Regions from separate parts of the Mus musculus genome. Here all the other regions are linked to region 2. A link is a contact called in public HiChIP or PLAC-seq data. All regions are on one chromosome and are shown on one strand. Each heading gives the region's core, a stretch centred on a gene start, on an enhancer-like site or on the middle of the called end of the contact. The rest is flanking DNA. Distances are from core to core; before and after follow the strand shown. Region 1 has its middle 18 kb from the start of Gm30561. Region 2 has its middle 33 kb from the start of Nos2. Region 3 overlaps Sarm1 (sterile alpha and HEAT/Armadillo motif containing 1). Region 4 holds the start of Tmem97 (transmembrane protein 97).

The links. HiChIP or PLAC-seq counts read pairs in DNA pulled down with a chosen protein or histone mark.
Region 1: an H3K27ac HiChIP or PLAC-seq map of large pre-B cells shows a contact between it and region 2, with 4 times the contacts expected there. The contact joins two enhancer-like sites. A contact is called at or near these places in 1 of 39 promoter capture datasets (embryonic stem cells), 1 of 15 datasets of contacts at CTCF or cohesin (large pre-B cells), 3 of 115 datasets of contacts at active chromatin or transcription factors (acute myeloid leukemia, embryonic stem cells and large pre-B cells) and 1 of 9 other capture datasets (embryonic stem cells).
Region 3: an H3K4me3 HiChIP or PLAC-seq map of bone marrow-derived macrophages shows a contact between it and region 2, with 5 times the contacts expected there. The contact joins two enhancer-like sites. A contact is called at or near these places in 3 of 115 datasets of contacts at active chromatin or transcription factors (bone marrow-derived macrophages, embryonic stem cells and large pre-B cells) and 1 of 9 other capture datasets (pancreatic islet).
Region 4: an H3K4me3 HiChIP or PLAC-seq map of embryonic basal ganglia shows a contact between it and region 2, with 4 times the contacts expected there. The contact joins the promoter of Tmem97 here to the enhancer-like site in region 2. A contact is called at or near these places in 7 of 39 promoter capture datasets (the 3T3-L1 cell line, the C10 cell line, the HPC-7 cell line and 4 more), 1 of 484 Hi-C or Micro-C datasets (bone marrow-derived macrophages), 5 of 115 datasets of contacts at active chromatin or transcription factors (SST interneurons, bone marrow-derived macrophages, embryonic basal ganglia and 2 more) and 1 of 9 other capture datasets (embryonic stem cells).

What each region holds. Positions count from the first base shown.
Region 1 is chr11:79,285,498-79,289,011 of GRCm38.p6, reverse strand. No RefSeq gene overlaps it. Among named protein-coding and RNA genes, the nearest start is that of Gm30561, 18 kb to the left of the region's middle. Within about 2 kb of position 1,296, at least 116 of the 459 cell types and tissues checked have an H3K27ac peak or open chromatin away from gene starts, as enhancers often do.
Region 2 is chr11:78,885,702-78,889,153 of GRCm38.p6, reverse strand. No RefSeq gene overlaps it. Among named protein-coding and RNA genes, the nearest start is that of Nos2, 33 kb to the left of the region's middle. Within about 2 kb of position 1,968, at least 225 of the 459 cell types and tissues checked have an H3K27ac peak or open chromatin away from gene starts, as enhancers often do. A contact at or near this core is called in SST interneurons, bone marrow-derived macrophages, embryonic basal ganglia and 2 more, where this site is marked.
Region 3 is chr11:78,474,206-78,477,740 of GRCm38.p6, reverse strand. It overlaps Sarm1 (sterile alpha and HEAT/Armadillo motif containing 1), which reads left to right. Exons shown (of 9, transcript NM_172795.3): 8 at 2,413-2,534; 9 at 2,709-3,535. The coding sequence ends at 2,838. Among named protein-coding and RNA genes, the nearest start is that of Slc46a1, 10 kb to the right of the region's middle. Within about 2 kb of position 2,265, at least 10 of the 459 cell types and tissues checked have an H3K27ac peak or open chromatin away from gene starts, as enhancers often do. A contact at or near this core is called in bone marrow-derived macrophages, where this site is marked.
Region 4 is chr11:78,548,727-78,552,306 of GRCm38.p6, reverse strand. Tmem97 (transmembrane protein 97) reads left to right here and starts at 1,572. Exons shown (of 3, transcript NM_133706.2): 1 at 1,572-1,779. The coding sequence starts at 1,654.

The sequences.
Region 1 (3,514 bases), core at 47-2,546, 400 kb before region 2:
AGACCAGGCTGCCAGGCTGGCTTTAAACTCACAGAGATCTGCCTCCCTCTGCTTCCCAAATCCTAGGATTACAAGTATGTGCCATCAGCACCAAGCTGTTTGGCTTTTAATGTATGTGTGTGTGTGGTGTGGTGTGTGGTGTGTCTGTGATGTGCACAGAGGGTAGCACATGAGTCCCAATCCACAGGTCAGCAGCTTCATTCTAGAAACTTCCAGCCAACATGAGTGAAGCGCATGCCAGCCGTAGACAGAATGAAGATATCATTTCCAGAGCCCAGGCCCTCTTGCACATACATGCGTTCTTCTTTTTAGTGCAGAGTTCCGGTCCCTGGACTTTTAAAGCCAGAGCCCATCTGAGCCTATGTTTGGGAATCAAGACTGATGGTGTAATAAAATTAATAGCCCATCAAACTTCTTGGCTGAATTACAGTCCCATTATTACAGGAAAGACAAACAACACACTCCATTAAACTGAAGGGTGAACGAGACTATGGAGAGAAGCACAGAAATGATGGGAAAATTGTGGCCTCTTCAGACCTGGAGTCTCCTAGACCGTGTGGTGTGACAAATGAGCTCTGGGAGGGTAAGTGACCTGCCTAAGGCGCTGGGTGCCTTTTGAAAAGGTGAGGCCTTAAGAACACAGCAAGCTAGCTCCCTCTCTGGACTTAACTGGAGTCTCCTGTCACCCCCCTGGGGCCCAGAGGAGGACCCTGCAGTATAGTGATCACCTGAACACCTGAGCCTTCCTCAAGTGTGCTGCTTGCTGTGACTTCTGGGTGTCAACATTTACACCCAGTGAGAACTGCTCACACCAGTGCTCAATGACAGCAGACCTGTCTGTCCCAGTTCCTGGTTTCAAACCAAGGGCCCAAACTGTGAATTCAGCAGGCAATGTCCTCCAGGACCACCAGGAAGCCTGAAAGTGAGACTCAACCTCAGGAACAAAGGCCTCTTGGGATATCATCTGCAAAGAAACCCATGTGTGCGGGCATGCGTGCATGGGTGTGGGTGGTGGTGGGGTGGGTGGGTAGACCTTTAAATAGTTTTTGTTGTTTTTTTTTTTTTTAAAAGAAAGCTAGGTGGTTAAAGCCAAGAATACCAGTACCTTTGACCTATTGTCACTAGGAACAAAAAGCATAGATCCTAGAACCAAACACGTGGAGGAGACACCTGGCCAGGGTAGGGGGACAGGTGGGTCTAGTTTTTGTGGACTAGGAAGGCAATGTAGGAGGCCGCTCTCCACCATCTCCGCCTCTGCCTGGTGACAGTTGATAAACATTAAGTCACATGCTTAGGGAAATTGCAACACAGGAAGTGAAATTGGGAAATCGAGTCTAAATATGTCTAGGGAGGAAGAGGGAGGCATTTCTTGAGGGCTGGGTTAAGGGGGTGGGATGGGCGTATATATTCACTGGTGATAGTGCCTAAGGCCATGAGTCCCAGGCTCTAGATACTTGCTAACCTGGTCTCCGGAATTCAGAGAAAAGGGAGTCATACATCTGGATGAGTTGGAGTGCCAGGAGACCCATTCATTAATGTGGCATCCGCTTGGCCCCTCCCCCCTTTTCTCTGACCTCTGCAGGAAGCAGGGGGATGACTGAAGTCTGCCTATGCCTCTACCTCCACTTCCCAACAGTTACAATTGGCTCCAGCACTCTGTAAAGGAGCTGGCTCTTCCAGGAGGCCCCAGGCTCTCTCTGGTATGGATTTTTGTTTGTTTTGCTGGGCTGGAGATGGAATCCAGAGCCTTGAGTATGATGGTCAGACACTCTACCATTGAGCCACGCACACACCCACCCCCACCCCAATGCTGGGTTCGTGTTAGGATGCTGGCAGATCACCAGCATCCTCCTAGTCGTTGTCAGGAATGTCCGGGATATTGCCACTTTACTCCATAGGACAGTTAAGAATTCAGACGGCAGCCGGGCATGATGGCACTCGCCTTTAATCCCAGCACTTGGGAGGCAGAGGCAGGCGGATTTCTGAGTTCAAGGCCAGCCTGGTCTACAGAATGAGTTCCAGGACAGCCAGGGCTATACAGAGAAACCCTGTCTCGAAAAACAACAAAACAAAACAAAACAAAAAACAAAAAAAAAAAAAAAAAAGAATTCCGACGGCAGAAGCGAGGTGATTTTTGGGTAAAGTGAGAGTAGAGAGAGTCCTCTTTCCAACCCTTAGGGCAGTGGAAGACTAGATGTGCAGAATGTAAAGACAGGCAGGTGGAGTCTGCTGGGGGTGGGTTCAGTGTTCTAGTAGGCTTGCTCTTACTCCCCAGTTGTAGCGTCCCTCGCTGCCTCCGGAAGTGCTTTCCTATTTGCTGCCTCGTACTGGCCCACCAGGAAAGAGAAGTCCTCGGTGTTCTGCCCCCAGAAGACTGGTGGGGGCCCTCCCTGCTGGCTTCCCACAACCCCTGTTGCTGTGGACCAGCTGCCAGCCCAGCCCACTGTTTGGCATCCCTGATGTTTACCTAGCTGGAGAAATGTCAGGCCCAAGGCCTGCTGCTTTAACAAAGAAACACTAGTTTTCTGGCTGGGTGGATCCTAATCTCACTAGGAAGATAAAGGAACTAAAATAAACTGGAGAGATCTCTGCCTGAAACCGGAAGCGGGCTGCCAGACAGGCCGTTTACTGATAAGACCGTAGGATTGACCCATTTCAAGTAGACAACAATCCAGGGCTGAGGGTTTGGGTGAGATGTACAGTACAAGTATAACAAGTAAGAGGCCGTGGTTTCAACTCCCAACACCACCAACAAAGAGGATGTTTTGGTGTTGTTCACTGTATCCAGGGTAGTGTAGCCATCATTGCGAACAATTTTAGGACACTCTCATTTCCCACTAGAGAAATATTTTGTTCTACATTGGTGTGATGGCATTCACCTGTAATCTCAAGACTGGGGAAGTGGAGGCAGGAGGGGGTCAAGGGCTACAGGATGAAACCTTGTCTCAACAAAGAAAGGGTGAGAGCAGTCATTCCCCCAACCTTACTTCATCTTTTCAGCTCTTGACAAGCACAATTCTTTTTCTCTATGGTTTTCATATTCTGCACTGTTCCTGTGAATAGAGTCATCTTGATAAGTTAGTTCTCCGATGGTGAAATGAGCCAATATGAGCCAGATTTAAATATATATATATATATACACATACACACACACACACACACACACACAGGTTTATCGGGAAGCTGCTCTCTGGGGGAGAGGGGGGGCAAGTTCACTGGCACCAAGGAGGGAGGCCAGGGAAGTCTCCATGGGAAGGGGAACAGAGAAGAGGGGGAAGAGAAAGAGAGAAAGCTTACCTCTAGAGTGAAGGAAAAGGAGGCAGGGAGAAGAAGGAGCAACCAAAATGTCGGGGTTATATAGCAAAGAGCCTCTGGTGGAAGGGCAGCCCAGCCCAGGGCTGGAAAGCTCAGGGATTGGGGTGGGGTATGCTAGGTAGGGACTGAGGGATACTGGGAGAACCTGGAGGTCAGGACTGCTTTGATATGTAAAATGTGCACCCCAGTCCCTTGTCTG
Region 2 (3,452 bases), core at 719-3,218:
CTCCTGTTGACTGTAAAACTGCTCAGCTGTCTTGGGTAGAAGACAACACTCTTCCTCCTAGCCTCTCACTCTACAGGCTAAGAATGAACCTGTGCCTACAGAAGGCCTAATACTATAAAGACTCTATCCCTGATGGGCAAGGTTTGGTGGCACACACTTGTAATTCTGATGCCCTGGAGGCAAGGGCAGAAGGACTGGCACAAATCCAAGGTCAACCTAATCTACATAAGTATTCCAGGTCAGCTAGGGAGGCATGGTAAAACTCTGTTTCCAGTTAATTAATTAATTATTAGAATTCAGGGGCAGGGAGATGAATCCAGGATGATGGATCAGTGGTTAATATGTCTGTGTGTACACATACATCACAAATAAATATATAAATGTAATTACATTTTAAAAAAATGTATACATGTCTCACTATGTAGTCCTGGGTACGTTGGACCTTACTTTGTAGACCAGGCTGGCCTCAAACTCACAGAGATCTACCTCTGCCTCCTCGGTGCTGATATTATAGGTGTGCACCACCACAGTGGTTTTGTGTATGTGTGTGTGATTGTGTGCACATGTTTATATTAATGTGTGCTACATGTGTGCACCCACAGAGAGCACAAGAGGATGTTGGATCCCCTGGAGTTAGAGATACAGGTAGTTGTGAGTCACTCAACATGAGTGTTAGAAATTGAACTTGGGTTCTCTTCCTCTGGAATAGCAACTAAATACTCTTAACTACTAAGTTATCATCCCAGTAAATTTTAATTTTTTTTAATTTGAGAAGACTAGGAGATTAAGTTAGCCACATCAATCTGGTTATATGGATACACAGTGGCATTTCAGGTTATTCATTAGTACTCATATTTTATCTATTTTGTTTTGTTTTTAAGATTTATTTATTTATTTTATGCATATGAGCACACTGTTGCTGTCTTCAGACACACCAGAAGAGGGCATCTTATCCCATTACAGATGGTTGTGAACCACCATGTAGTTGCTGGGAATTGAACTCAAGACCTCTGGAAGACCTTAACCTCTGGAAGTCTGTGCTCTTAACCACTGAGCCACCTCTCCAGCCCCTTGTTTTGTTTTGTTTTGTTTTGTTTTTTTTTTTTTGAGACAGTTTCTCTGTACAGCCCTGGCTGTCCTAGAACTCACTTTGTAGACCAGGCTGGCCTTGAACTCAAAGATCCGCCTTCCTCTGCCTCCAAGCATACTGAGACTGTGGGTGTGCACGAGCACTGGCCAGCTAGTACTTGTGTTTTTTAAAAATGTTACTTATTTAATGTGTATTTGTGTGCACCATATATGTGCAGTGCCAGAGGAGGTCTAAAGACAATATTGGATCCCCTGGGACTGGAATAACAGGCAGTTGTGCACCACTAAGTGACTGCTGGGAACCAAACCTTGATCTTAATCCCTCAGCCATCTCTCCAGCTGCTAGTTCAAAAGAGATGGCTACATGGAGCTATGAACTAAATTCCTTGCCACTAAAGGAGGAAGAGAAAGGAAGGGGGAGGGGAAGGGAGGGGCGGCTAGGAGCAAGAGATCTGAGAGCAAGGTATCTGTTTTTAATTCTGCGCTCCTCCCTTGTGAACGGCAGGGTTTATTAATCCAAAGAGGCTGGAGGACCCCCCTGCAAATGCCCATCATGGTTGCTAGAAGGGTTGCTATGATACTCAGCCTTTGCATAGGCAATCACAGTACCAGCAGCTGCAAAAGAAAAGGCAGCCAGAGTGCCCCAGAAACACTCTGTCTTTGAATATAAAATCAAACATTGCAACTGGGCCAGCTTGTCTGCTGGTGAGGGTGGAAGAAAAGCCTAGGGCCGGGATGTTTGCCTCTGAGCCGGGATGACTCTTCCTAGAGTTGTCAGGCCTGGCTGGTTTCCACTACCCAGCAGGATTGTGCTGTGACAATGCCAAAACAAGCAGACTGGGAATTCCCTCCAGCTGAAGCCTCTGCTCAGGCACTGCGCTCCACACTGGTGTTTTCACTTTCTCTTTCTCCCCAGCATCACACGGGGTAATACAGCATTGTGCAAGCTGTAGCAGAAACAAGCTTCCCGGGGGGGGGGGGGGGGGGGGGGGGGGGGATTTTGGGTGTCTTGTATTATCTTCACAAAGCTCCTCTTTCTGGAAGTCCAGTTGAGGTACCGCCTGCCTCTGAACTGATGTTGAAAGGATCTGAGCCATGGGTTCAGGCCTGGTGTGGGTGATCAGTTAGAAGTGAGTGACCTCATTAGACTCCACAGGCTCATGTTTCCATGGTAAGGCCCAAACCAAACCACAGGCTGTCAATCAGGCCTCTGGGCAAGAGAGGCCACAAGAGAATCTGTGAGGCTGCCCACCCAGTGATGGAGCCCCTGCCCTCAATTCTGGCAAACTCCAGCTGCTCAGGTGACCCCAGTTAGAAGAGCAGGTGAGTGAGCCCCTGCCAGCTGAGCTGCCCCACTCCCTAGATTTGGGTCCCTAAGACTATTCTACTCTCCCCCTGATCCCATCCCACCTTACTGGCTTGCCCATGGCCACACCAGTCAGAAGAACAGACTCCAGCTGCTCAGGTGCAAGCCACACCCATCAGAAAAACAAAAACCACCCCCCTCTGCTGCACCAAAGGCCAAGCAAGTTACCAAAAGTCCAGCCCCAAACCTGGTCAGAGATTCCCTAGTGGTTCAGAGTTCAAATAAACTGCTAAGAATGCATGCCACGGAAACCAAAGAGGAATCAGAAATCAAGGAGCAAAGCACTCATCCAACAAGGACAAACTCAGAAATCAGCATCTAGACCTACAATCATCCCAAATCCAGATGCCTAACTGCCAGAGTAGGAACACAGCAGCCAGAGCAGTGCGACACCATCAGAGCCCAGCTATCCTATGACAGCCAGACCTGAATATTTCAATGCAGCTGGAGCGCGAGAAGATGACCTTAAAACCAACTTTACGAAGATAATAGAGGCCTTTAAAAAAGAAATGGGAAAAATAAAATCCCTTAAAGAAATCAAAGAAAAGACAAGCAAAAAAAAAAAAAAAAAAAAAAAATTGAAGAACCTGTGGTCTAATGTCCCAGTGACCTGCTGGGTGCCTGCTTGCTCCTCTGAAAGTGCTTCTGAAAGAGTGTGCGCCCCTCCTGCTCTGCCTGATTCTCAAACCCATGAAAGGTTTATATGTCATCATTTCTATTCTTGCCTTGAGTTCTAAGAAGCCCAGATCAAATCCCCCCTCCTCTCCGTTGCCCTCTCTTTCTGACAAGATCTTGCTATGCGGCTTGGCTGGCTTTAAACCACCAGTCACGAGGACCAGGAGCTGGTTTGTCAGTTAAAATGTTTGCTTCCCAAGCAAGTAGATCCAGAAATCTAAATGCATGCCCAGTGGGTGTGGTGACCCACCCATAATTCTGGCCTTGGTAGGCCAGAGACAGGATTCTCAAAACAAGCTGGCTGCTAGTGAGACTAGCCAGA
Region 3 (3,535 bases), core at 1,016-3,515, 410 kb after region 2:
AGACTTGTGTGTTTGAATGCTTTGCCCATGGGGAGTGGCAGGTGTGGCATTGTTGGAGGAAGTGTGTCACTGTGGGGGCAGGCTTTCATGTCTCATTTGCCCAATGTAGCACACAGTCTCCTGCTGCTGGCTGGTCTGGTTGTAGAACTCTCAGCTCCTTCTCTAGTACCATGTCTGCTTGCACACCTCCATGCTTCCCACCAAAATGATAATGGACTAAAATCCTAAACCTGTAAGCAAGCCCCAACCAAATGTTCGTTTTAATATAAGAGTTGCTATGGTCATGGTGTCTCTTCACAGCAACAGAAATCCTAACTATAGCAGAGACCTTGTATTAACAGGGGTGGTGGTGGCATCTGTCATTGTTTCCTGTCTGGTGCTGGGACCTATGTCCTATGCCCAGGTGCAATTTGGGAAGGGAAGGGCTTACTTGCTTACAGGTCCACATCAGGGGAAACCGATGCAGGGATGGAACAGAGACCATGGCAGGATGCTGCTTACTGGCTTGCTCTGCCTGCAGTCCGGTACCACCCAGGACCACCTGCCCAAGGTGGCACTGCCTCCAGTGGTCTGAGCCTTTCAGATCAATCATTAGTCAAGAAAATGCCCGGCAGACTTGCCCACAGCCAATCTGACCGACACATTTTCTTAGTTATGGTTCCTTTTCCCAAGTGACTCTAACTTGTGTCAAGTTAAAAACAAACAAACCAAAACTAACTGGGACTACTTACCACTTGACAACTTGATATAGTACCACATCACTATTAAACCATAGCTTTTCTCGTTTATCTTCAAGATCTTATTAATATCAACATGACAATACAAAACACATTCCAACTTTTAAAACCCCTCTGCTTAAAAAAAAAATCAAAACTTAAAAGTCCAATCTCTTTGAAAACATCCAACGTCTCCTAGAGCCCTCACCTGAGGGCTCCTGTAAAATAAGATACAAGTTACATTCCTTCTCTAAGAGGGAAGAACTCCTCACAGCCAAATTCAAAGCAAAACCAAAAACTCACCGGGCGGTGGTGGCGCACGCCTTTAATCCCAGCACTTGGGAGGCAGAGGCAGGTGGATTTTTGAGTTCGAGGCTAGCCTGATCTAGAAACCCTGTCTCAATAAAACCAAAAAACCCAAAAAACAAACAAACAAACAAACAAAAAACCCAACAGTGTAAGTATCACAGTGTTCAACATCTTGGGCTCAGGATTTTCTGGGCTCCAAATGGTTTGAGCAGCTTCACTTTTCTGGCTGTCTCCCTTCCCCACCTCTAACACTAGACAGACAGACAGACAAGCAAACACACAAATCTATCTCTGAAATGATGTAAAGAGGAGAGGCACAGTGGTAGAGTTTTGATGCTCTCTGGGCATCACTTCCCTGGGCTCTGCCTCTCTGGTCCATGTACCACCCTGGGAGCTCCTTAGACCTTGCTGCTGAGGGACCTTGTGGAGGCTTTAGATGGCTTTAGATGGCGCGACTGATGAAATTGTGACCACTGGGACGGAACTCATTCTGCAGCCCCTCCTAAAAAGTAGATGGGCCTCCAAAGTCCTAATCCTCGGACTGTGGTTGGACTGTCTGGTGCCCAACGCCTATGAGAAATTCTCTGGGCCACCTCTCCCTGTCCAACCTCTGGCTAGGATCATTGCAATAGTAAAAGCTCACTCAGGGGGACTCCAGTAGTTTTAGGCACTCAGACCTGCCTGTCCTAGGATAGAGACTAAAGGTTTCTTTTTTTTTTTTTTTTTGGTTTTTCGAGACAGGGTTTCTCTGTATAGCCCTGGCTGTCCTGGAACTCACTTTGTAGACCAGGCTGGCCTCGAACTCAGAAATCTGCCTGCCTCTGCCTCCTGAGTGCTGGGATTAAAGGCGTGCGCCACCACGCCCGGCTTAAAGGTTTCTATAGTGTGAAAGCTGAGAGAAGTCAGGGTAAATCCTCAAACCAGTGTCTTGCCCCAACTCAGTCTCAGGCTAAGGGTCCTCTCGTACCTGCCTGGTCCCAGGGCCGCCGTGTGGGATGGAAGTGGGGGTGGGGTCTTGTGTTAATCAGATACCCACCATGTGACAGAACACCCAAGAACATCAATATGGAGGAAGATTTGTGTTGGCCCGTGGTTTCTGAGCTTTTTGGTCCATGGCCACTGGCCCGTTGCCCTGTTGAGTCCTGCTGTGAAGCAGACCACTCACAGTGGGCAAGAGGCACAGAGTAGGCAAGGGAAGGCTCTGCTGTTCCTCTTTCCACCTCCACCCCACCCCACCCCCACATTACTTCCTTTATCCACTTAGTTCCCACTTCCTGAAGTCTCCACCACTTCCCAAGCTCACTGAGGATAGAACATCCAAGGCATGGGCCTTTGCAGGGCTCATTCAAGATGAAACACAAACGGTTTCTCTTTCTTCTTTCTCCAGGAGATTGTGACTGCTTTAAGCTGTGGCAAGAACATTGTGCCCATCATTGATGGCTTTGAGTGGCCTGAGCCTCAGGCGCTGCCTGAGGATATGCAGGCTGTACTCACCTTCAACGGCATCAAGTAAGCCCCCTGCTCTTAAAAAAGAAAAAGGGAAAGCTAAGGAGGAAGTGGTGTGTGTGTGTGTGTGTGTGTGTGTGTGACCCAGACCACCAGCGGCACCTGGGTGAAGCAAATGGCCCTGGCCCACAAGACCTCTACCCACCCTCTGACCCATTTTGTACTCTGTGTGCACAGATGGTCCCATGAGTACCAGGAGGCCACCATCGAGAAGATCATCCGCTTCCTACAGGGCCGCCCCTCTCAGGACTCCTCTGCCGGATCGGATACCAGTTTGGAGGGAGCTACGCCAATGGGTCTGCCTTAACCTGTCCCCAGTTCCCGTGCCCTACTGTGACTCCTGATTTAGTTCCCTGCCCTTAAAGGAATAGCTCCTCTAGATGCCACCCTGACTGAGGCAAACCAGACTGTTCTCAGGCAATGGCTTTCCCGGCTGCCACTCTGTGGCCCACTTCTAATCCAGAGATGCCAGGCACAGGTTAGATGAGAGGACACTCCTGTGTCAGGCCCTGCCATCAGGACCCAGCTCCCATGCAGAACCATGTCCCTGCTTAGTTCTGGACATCCAAGACAGGGGAAGAACATTTCCCCATCTCCTGACCTGAGAGCAGCCAGCTTGAGTAAGGTGAGGTTGCCAGCCTCCCATAAGGGTCAATACAACGCCTGGATCCCCAAACCTGTGCTCAGGAGGAAGCTGGGGCTGAGAATCCCCCAAGGCTATCTACTCACATTGTGCCTGGACCCGGGCTCACCTGGCTTCCTCCTGCCTCATGGCCTTGCTCTGTAACTACCTGGTACCCCTTCTAGACTTCCTTTAGGCAGCCTCCTTTGGCATATTGGGAGTCAGGGTGTGGCTGAACTGGACCTCTGCCTGGCCTTGTTGCTCCTCCTGGTGCAAGAAGGGGTGCTTTGCTTATGCAAGGAGACCATAAGAGCTCACTCTAGCCCAAACCTTTGTGCGTGCCTAAGGCTCTTACCTAGCCTGCTCCATCTGACTTCCCCAG
Region 4 (3,580 bases), core at 323-2,822, 340 kb after region 2:
CCTGGCCCACTGACATGCTCAGCAGGGCCTAAGTCATTTACCTCTCTACTTTCTAGTTATCAGTGCCTGTTGCCTCATCTGTCCCTGTCGTCCTTGGGTCCCACAGTCTATTATGTCAACCACTTGTCCACCTTCTTCGGCTCACCTTTATCTTCCTGACCACCCTCTCCCTGATGCATCCAAAATGCTTTCCTGAGCAGACCCAACACTGAGAGCCATCTACCTCAGCAACGCCAACCCCTCTGTCTTAGTACTATGGTAGCTACCACTGGGCACACAGACTACCCTACCTAACCCTAATTTTTGCTTTCCCTTAGCTATACTTTCCTTCACTTCTCTGGGCAGAAACTTCAAACCCATTTAGACATCCCAGTCTCCTTTGCTGAAATGGGCACACTGGAGCAAGCATGGTGCCTATGACTTTAATTCCAGCACTTGGAAGGCAGAGGCAGGGTGAATCTCTGTGAGGTTCAGGCTAGCCTTGTCTACACAGCCAGTCACAGGGTTACATAGTGAGAGGCTGTCTCAAAAAGTGAATACAAAAGAAAGAGAAGGACACGTGGGGTCCATTTCTCTACCTCTTCCCGACCAGTTGTCTACACTCTGTCTCCATTTCCCTACCTCCCAATACACTGCTCTCCAGCCATAGGACTTCTCATTGGTACTGGTGGACAGCACTCAGTGTCAACCGTGACACAGCTACTCCATTCTTCCCTGTGACCATCATTCGCTTGGTCATCTCCTCCCATGACCCTTATGATTCTGTAGGATCTCTTAATGCCCTTCGCTCTCTAACCTTCAAATGCTCTCACAAATCTAAACCAAGTTCATCCAACTGCCCGCCTGCCTGCTCAAGGTCTCTTTGGTTGGTTGGTTTGGTCTGAGACAGGCTCTATGTATCCCTAGCTTGCCTGTAGACCAGGCTGGCCTAGACCTTACAGATTTCTGTCCACACCCGGCCCTTTGGGGCTCTGGTTCAAATGGTGCAAGAGATGGAAGTCGGGCCTTCTTGAGTGCTAAGTAAATGCTCTATACTTAGCAGTACCCAAGCCCTAACCCTGCTCAGTGTATACAAAGCACAAACTTAATTTCCTTTCCCTTGAACCCAAGTCCTGTGTTCCCTATTCTCATCGAATGGCAGCCCCCATCTTGTCCCAGGCCTATCAGGGTCCATCATATAAAATCATTATTTGTGGGCTGAGCAGTGATTTTGGAGCCAGCAGGAAAGTCCGGCTCGCAGCGCTCCTAAACTGCCACTGCGGGTTCTGGTTTTACTGGCCCGGGGTCCCAATACGGAACAGAACCCAGCGAATAAAACACTCGTGGCACAGGGAAGACCAGCGCACGCAGCCCGAGGCTGCACACGCGCACCCGCCGACGTGGACCGCTCAGAGCCACGCCCCCTCACGCGGTACTCCCAGCAGCCAATGGAAACAACAGGTAGGCCATCATTCAAACTATAGCCCCGCTATATGGGCGGGCCACGAGGGCCTCCACCCACTCACGAGCCGCTTCTGTTTTTCCCCTTCGACCAATAGGTACGGCCTGTGTGAGCCGGGGGCGGGACGGCACAGCTCGGGCGCGGGGCTTCTAACCACGTAGCAGGCTTCTATCACCGGCTTGCCAGTCGTAGCCCAACGGACAGGAGGGAACATGGGGGCCCTGGCAGCTAGGCGCTGTGTCGAGTGGCTCTTGGGCCTCTACTTCGTCTCGCACATCCCCATCACGCTGTTCATCGACCTGCAGGCGGTGCTGCCGCCCGAACTATACCCGCAGGAGGTGAGGCTCAGGGGTCCCCACGTGGCCGTCCTGATTTCTGTTGGCTCCGTGCCTGACTTCGGCCCCAGCCGGCTGTCCCCAGCCGTTGACCACCGCTTTGTTTTTTTCAGAGCGGAACTGAGGGTGCAACCCAATGGTAGGGCGCATGCCTAGGAGGTCCTGGGTTTGAGCCCCATGTACTCGCCAATCCTTTGCAAAACCTTTGCCTGGGTGTGTTTCGCTCCCATGGTTTTAACTACGGCAGTTGGCTGAGGGAAGTTGCCTGGGTGAACCAGTGTCTGTCACGTGTTGAATCTATTGCGTTTGGATGGACTTTAAAAGTCCAGTGTAAGCCGAGAAAGAAAAAAAAGTCCTGCGTAGTAGAATAAAATGACTGAAGGGTTAGCCCTTGGTTAGTGCTCGTGGCATTCATACACTCCTTCTGGGTCTGGATCTAGCTTGAGGAGCAGTTGAGGAAATGTCGCTTTTCCAAGTCAGTTTTGAATTGTTTGAAGATGAGCTACCGTTCCCTGCGCTTTGGAGAGCATTCTTTGACCCGATTTTAAGGTCAAGATTAAGCATGCCTCTCCAATCTACTGACGGACTTATCCACCTAAATGTTTGAAATGGCTGAAATGCTCTTTAAATGTTTCTTCTTTGCAGGGCAGTTCTTAATCTTAAATCCGTAAATTCTCAATGGTGGCTGCAAAATGACATGTGCCTTGTGTTCTCTGAGAGGACATGACACAGGAATTGTCACCTACTCAACAAAGTTAAGGAGTGACACCATCAGCAGTGTCACCCCCCACTCCCTTAAGTCTTTTTGGTTTGTTTGTGGAACCACGGGATTGCAAAGACCTTTGATCTACAGGGGAAACCCGTAGGTAGCATGTGGCAAGAGCACCGGTCTGTGGTGCTGCTTTCCCAAGGACTGGCTGCCTGTGGACATGTTGAGGGCCCTATGGATCCTACTTTTTTTTCCCCTTAAAATAATAGTTCATTTGAATCCATTGCAAGAGGACCTCAGGCCAGGCTGTAACTGACATGTAGCTACAGCTTTAGATTGTAAACTCAAAAGATTGTGGGATTGAGGCTGTGGCTCCGTAGTAAAAACATTGGCCAGCATGCACGAGGCCCTGGATTCAAATCCCAGCACCAAAACCAGTGTGTTATCAAGTTAAGTTGATTTGTTTCACTCCTCTAAGACATTGTCACAAACGCAGTGGCTTACTTTACCCCCAACGTTATGCTTAAGCTGCTCGGAGGTTAGAAATTTAGAATGTTCGGTCTCAGGCTCAAAGGTAGACTACACTCCTTGCCTCTTCCAGGTGGCTGGGTTTGCAGAGCTGCGGATCACACTCAGGCCGCACAGTCTACCCACTGACCTTTCTTTGGCTGTGGCCCTTTCACTGCAATCTCTGCAGGTCATCCGTCATATTGCCACTTCATCTGTATTCACATCTCTCTCTGCCTTTTATAAGGTCACTTGTAATTCACGAGGGCCCACCATGTAACCCAGGAAAACCTCCCCTTTGAACATCCTTCTGTACACCTGTGGTCCTATTGGACATGGATTAGGACATGATACCTTTGAGTGCTGTCAGCCTGCTGCCACGGAAGGGCCTGACAACTACAAAGAGGCCATCAAAACTTTGCACTAGCTATAGCCATGAAGAAGGGGAGTCACTGTTTCTTTGGGGTTTGGTAGCAGTGGAGATAAAACCCAGGGCTTTGCATACTGAGCTACCCATAGCCCTTGTTTTTCCTTTGGTATTGTGTTTGAGGTTTGTTTTTGTTGTTTGGTTGGGTTGGGTTTGGTTTG